Linked DNA regions of Bombyx mori: region 1 is linked to region 2. Evidence: chromatin contacts called from public Hi-C data. All regions are on one chromosome and are shown on one strand. The core of a region is the stretch at or near the end of the contact, and the rest is flanking DNA. Distances in the headings are between cores, read along the strand shown.

Region 1 (3,205 bases), core at 199-2,698, 37 kb after region 2:
AAAGCGACAAGTCCGGTCCTATACAACTACCGGCTACCTTAACACCAGGTGGGCCGTGAGCTCGTTCACCGATCTAAGCAATTAAATATGAATTTAATATGAATAAGAATTAATCTGTTTCAGTACAAAGCTCATGAATATGTTGATGGCCTCTTTCATGTACCAACTGAAAAGGAAAATGGCCAGTGTATTGTAATACGGTTCCTTTTCACAAAAGCTGGTTTTACAAGGGTTGATAAGTAAAGCCAGGGCACTTTTTGAGTTGGTGATAGCGGTAATTTGAGTACGAAGCGAATCACCGCGCATTTTGATCCACCAAGCAAAAGTGTCAATTTGGAGTAACGGTTAGGGAATGTTCATATATCTTACTTACGAGTACTTTTTTTTACTTTACTGTGAAATAATGAACTTAAGAATTATTATTTTAAATTTTTTTATCACTAAGTATTGAGCTATGGCACTTACATAGCCTCGACATTGCCGGCCATATTTCCTATTAGACCGAACTCTTTAATACGATATGGAGAATTATAAAAGTAATTGAATAAGCCCCAGACACTCAACAAGCTTTTGAATTTACTAATAATACAAAAACAGCAATAGTAGCTCGAGGTGGTTACAATCGGATACCCTTACCAATTATTAAATATAAATATTGTTTTTCTTCCATATGATGCAAAATAATTCATATGACCGTGTCGTAAAAGCCTCTTAATACCTAAAAGGAGTTTAATGGTCAAGTACATTTAACCCTTTGTGGTCCTTAGACTTTTTACAAAAATATTTAACGAGGTCCTAGGTATACACGTTGTGGACTGTGAACCTGGCAGTAAAAAAAAAGATACGTGTGAGTCCAATACGTGTGGACTCTGGACCTCAAAGGGTTAAATGTGTTAAGCATATCACTTTTGGTTACTTTAGTCTTTGTTTGGAGTCACGTTTATTCAAGTACCCGTGGGGTCATGGCCCGTCTAGAGTCTAGACAAAACGATTCACATAATTTACTGCGGTCTAGACGTCTGTATTGGGTACATCGAATTTCCCTCACGTCTTTTTACATTTTAACAAGTAGAAATAGAGCGGAAAATAATAACTCTTTCAATAGCTTATTTTTATTGTGATTCCACTTAAAATAATTCACCACATATTTCTTAGTATTTAAGTACTACTCTACGTAGTTACTTTTAATCATATAAGCTGATGAGTGTAAATTCCATTAAGAATCCATTGTTCATCATCAGGCTGAAAGGGAAGACCAATATTGAAGTTGCGTCAGATAAAATGTTAGTTACCGACAAGAGCCTGCGGTATATCTTCATTACATTGCTTCGTGGCGGGTTTTTAAATAAGCCGAGAATCTGAGAAGACATCGAAGTGTCAAGTTCGCCGTATAAGGTTGAGTATTAACTATGCGACGAGGACCCGGCGGAGCAGGCAGAGCTTTCGCAAAGCAGCACCGCACCATCGTCGCGATAGTACCAGACCTGTCGCTACCGACCGTCATCGCTACGATGCTCTCGGCAGTCACAACTCCTGGCAGGTGATGATCGACTTCTGCGAGTCCACCATCTCGCAAAAGGCGGCAGCACGGGAGAGGGAGAGCTCTTCTACCCTTTTTCCCTTTCGGTGCCGGCCGCCGCAGCAGAATCAGGGGTCACAGGAGGGCGTTCGTTCAGCTCCGGCCCCTGTGAGGAGGCAGTCTTCTCGCTGTGATGGTTACAGGGTCATTTGAGGGGTCGAGGCTACAGTGCACGCTACTGTTACTCTAGCGCGCTGGCACCAGGTCGAGGATAACAAAGCAAACCGCCAATATGGGTGGCTGTAGTAGTGATTATAGTCGTAGTCCTAGTGGAATCCACACAAGTGGGATTGCTATCTGCTTCTCTTATGTTTTTTTAAAAAACAGAAGTCATTTTCCTGCGTAGTGACGGAACGTGTTCTTAAAAATGGATAAAATTGAAGTTCACGCGGTAATAAAATATTTCTGCTATATTATATACGGCGCTGGTAAATCAAGACTTGAGAGCAACATTAGAGGTTCATGCTCCTCCATATTCTACGGTTGCGTATTGTTGTGCTGAGTTCAAGCGACGAAGAGCTTCCAGTAATGACGACCCCCGCAAGGGACGCCGTACATTGGTAGTGTCTGAACAAATTATTGAAAAAGTTGAAAGTTGGCGGATCTTCGTGTTAGTTTGTAATATAGTAAATACATATATATTATTATTTTTTTAAAGGAAGTGTCCATAATACTATACACAACCGTTTGAGTTTGGAAAAAGCGGCAGCGCGTTGGGTGCCCAGAATACTTTCTGACGCGCAGAAACAAGAATTTCATAAATCTGTTTAAGTTTGTTGCAACAAGATCATGATCGATTTTGGGCTCGATTTTTTTCCCTTCCTATTCTAATAACTTCGAGGGGTTATTCTAGAGTCACCGATCTAGTAGATGAGCTCACGGGGCTCAAACCGGGAGTGTTGCTAACACTGGCTCTTGCAAGAGCAGTGCTTCGCAGAATCTACCACCGGACCGGAAACGCGACCCACTGAGAAGATCCGGCGAGAAACTCAGTGGGTTGTGTCTATGGGGTGATTTACTCGTTGAGGCCTTCGTCGCAAAGCGACGGGTTCGGCGAGGCCGGTGACCGGTGCTTGAGGTTCCTAAAAGCACCGTTGATGGATCGGGAGGATCCGTAATGACGTGTTTAGGGCGACGTCGACTGCTTACCATTCGGTCCACCGAATCGGGTACATTGGCTCGATTAATAACTATGTACAAAAAATGGCTTCACCTTTATGACTTGGAAACGAAAAAACAGTCCAAGATTTGAAAGACAACTTTACCTCCATGAAATTTAAGGCGATTTCATCCACCGGTAAGATCATGGGCTGTTTTTTCTGGGACACCCAAGGGGTGGTAATGATCGAATACCTTCATAATAAAGGCAATACTACGCGGAATTTGTACGTAGGGCAAATAACAAAGTTCCGTGTGGAGATACGCGGGCAACGGCGTGGCAAACTGGCAAGTTGTTTTGATTCACCCAGATAACGCCGGGGGCACAAGTCCACAGTTGCGAAAGCTGCCATTCAAGCTGGCTTCGAATGCATGGAACATCCTGCATATTCACCGAACATAGCTCTTAGTGATTTTTAACTATTTCCGCGGTTAAAGGTGTTCCTTTAGGTCCTCTTAGGGGCCACA
Region 2 (3,184 bases), core at 542-3,041:
AATTTATAATACAATGATTTGTTGAAATTAAAAGTGTGCCATCTTCTGTATTATGTCGATGATACAACATATTAAAGTGCACTTGACGTTAACAACAACAGCTGTATCGACTCAGCCTGATGAACGATGCGCGAATGAAAACGACACCTAAATATCAATTTACGTTGAACTAGGTAAAAATTAATGCTTTAATAATGCCACGTTCTGAATATTTAGCAAGAATGAGTATCCAACACGACGATGTTATCTCGGATAAAATTTTCGTACTTTGGAGTTCGGACCCATTCAGTATGCTATGTATTTACAATTAGAGCAAATTGTATTATTATCTTTGTTTGAAAGACAATGGATCGTAAATTATTTTATCAATTCCTAAAAGGCTCTCCATAACATACAGGGAAATTATGAGTTGCGCTCTATTGCATTTGCCGAGAATCCGGAAGCCCCAGACAGCTCTCACAGATAAGAGAGAGCGGCCACTGGAATAATTTCTCGTAAATGTGTCAAAACCGTCGAGCATAACGGTACGGACTGTTGTATGCCGTTGCCTTGCACAAAGATCGGGGAATCCGTGGGAGATGGACTCACTTCGCAATTGGGTTTAGTGGCAGTAGTAATGCAAGTCGTGAAAAGTCATAAAGCTACAGACTGCTGTCAGTTTGGAGTTTTCCACATTAAAGATCGCATACCATACTTCCCTGTTTTAATTTTAAGAGTTGTATTAAAAAAGCGCTACCCATTTCTTCGAAAAACCTAAGCACTGCGCGCACTACAGCATTTTTATTCATAACGTGTGTTGTGAGACTATAGGTTTGACCATCCTTCCACCCTGTCTGCTGGAAGGAACCATTACGGCTCTTGAGTGGCCACTTTTTTGCTATGACGGCCATATGGGATGTCCTCCTTCAAACAAATTTTGTAGAGAATTCTTAGTGGTAAACAGCGACTTGTCAGTGCTCCTCGCATTGCTCAGTTAATTTTAGTGGACCATAGACTAGTCTCCGTCGTTCTCAATTAAAGTTTTAAGCATTCATATTTTAAGCGACTTTTTTTTTTTCTATTCTATCAGCCCATGGACGTCCACTGCTGGACATAGGCCTCCCCCAAGCCTCGCCACAAAGACCGGTCCTGCGCTGCCTGCATCCAGCGGATCCCCGCGAACCTCAATAGGGCGTCGGCCCACCTTGTGGGAGGCCTACCCACGCTATTTTATATAAGTTGTAAATTAGTTCAGTTTATAATATCGTCGATGTATCGAGGGGTAAATGGCTATTTGGTTTATGTGACATTTCGGTTAATACGCGACATTTATCTTTGTGATTACAGGTCAGTTTTATTTGGTATCAACAATTCGATGTTTAAAATTGATTGAATTATGTTTACCGTATTCAAATAGCTGAAGAAATTTTTTGTCTTGATATTTCTCCAAATTTAAAACTTTAAATACCTAACTCGCCTGTAATTTTATAAAAATCTCGCTTAAAGCAAATAGGTTTTCACCTGTCGATATTATAGTATATGGTCAGCTAGATTATTATATTCGTTTATTAATTATTTCAACTTTTGCTTTTTATGTCACCTCTGTCTCTGGTAGTTCATAAGAATAATATTCGTCCATCCGTGTTACGAAAATAGAAAATTACCCAACAAAACTTACACCCGTCTCATAGCAAAAGTATTTCTAATTTGTAGTAGATAACGTGTTAAAAATAGACTGGGCTTACAAAGGAAACCGGCAAGATGAGACAAGGAGTGCGGGGCGCTGGATGGCGGCTATGCAGACGCCAGTTCATGCACATGGCACGCTGGGAATGTAGGGTTAGCAAACACACAATAAACACAAATCGCTGCGAAGCACTCTACCATTCACGATACGGGCAGGATGTTGTACCGTTAATTAATACTAAACGTGCTTCAATTATGGGTGAAGACACCAATGAACCACTCGGAAGTGCATACCAATGAATGCCACTTAAATTTCCGATTGTAATAGACAAACAGTACGGGAATATAGATAATTAGATGCCATGCGAAAACGTTTCGTGTTAATATTAAAGGGGAGTAAATATCAACCCTAATAACGTACGGAATACCTTTCATACGCCATACCACATACTTTAATCACTTCCCGCGCGTCTCAAGTCTAGACATCGACCTCTACTTTAATACTTTCAATTTTGCAAATTTATGTCTTAGGGCTGTAAGATTTAAAGTCCCTATTGCATCAAAAACAATTCGTCAGTAACTTTTAATAAAAACGGGCTCGCTGTCCTCGGAAAGTGCATTGATCTCGGGTGCGTCCTTCTATAGCACAAAAATCGCTGCACGTGAGTTTGGTGTCTCTTTTACGCCCCAATGTGTGAACTTAGAGTGAGCAGGATAGAATCAACCGTAGTAGACAGGATACGCGTGGTGAGCTTTGGCCAATACACCCAAGTGAGCGCAATGAACGACTCGGCGCGGCGGCGGCCATTAAATGTAGAAGACGTACAAGTTGACTTTGGCGCCATTATTCAAATTAGATTTTATTAGCTCAGGTCGAATTAAAATATTTATAACGTCGATCAACAAGAATTGATTTAGCTTTAGCGTTAGAACACTTGCTTTAATGTATTTTACTTTGATAAAAATAAGACTTGGTAGTTCCTCTGGTAAAAAAATTATTTAAAAAAAATAAGAATATTCATAACTACTTTAATTTTTATATTCTTACAATATTTCATAAAATAATTTATGAAAAATTTACTCAGTTCATTGTCAAGAAATTCGCGCCAAAATCTCGTTTGTATGAGGCACCACGTGGTCACTATTTACGACGCATCTTTCTCTAACGGCAATATTGTTCTCAACCAAAAAAACAAGAAAAACTATCTACAAGGTAAAATAATAGGTGACAGATATTTAGCTAGATGAGAAAAGACAGACTTTTAAAGTTATCGTTTTGTTTTCTTTCAAATGATAATGAACAATAGACACTGTTCAGGTAAAGTTGTTTTTGTGAATTATCGTTCTCAGAAAATAAAAGAATAACACAGAACCGTCGGAGCGGTGTTTCAAGGGTAAATAGCCTGCAGTTTAGAATGTGTGGGTACAAATTCCACGAAGGATGAGATGCCTGCCGATACATTCAACTTTGCTGAACCGGCCTGCCGACCACCCCGTTGCTCGCGCAGTCTGCATTCTC

The links. A called contact is a pair of places that touch in the nucleus more often than the background predicts.
Region 1: a Hi-C map of middle silk gland shows a contact between it and region 2, with 2.9 times the contacts expected there. The contact joins two enhancer-like sites. A contact is called at or near these places in 4 of 7 Hi-C or Micro-C datasets (middle silk gland, midgut, posterior silk gland and 1 more).

The regions. Positions count from the first base shown.
Region 1 is chr11:13,168,448-13,171,652 of ASM3026992v2, forward strand. The region is part of intron 2 of LOC101746352 (3-phosphoinositide-dependent protein kinase 1); the gene reads right to left. Among protein-coding and RNA genes, the nearest start is that of LOC134199713, 9.1 kb to the left of the region's middle. Within about 2 kb of position 1,449, at least 2 of the 8 cell types and tissues checked have open chromatin away from gene starts, as enhancers often do.
Region 2 is chr11:13,130,955-13,134,138 of ASM3026992v2, forward strand. All of the region lies in intron 2 of LOC101746352 (3-phosphoinositide-dependent protein kinase 1), which reads right to left. Among protein-coding and RNA genes, the nearest start is that of LOC110386130, 21 kb to the left of the region's middle. Within about 2 kb of position 1,792, at least 8 of the 8 cell types and tissues checked have open chromatin away from gene starts, as enhancers often do.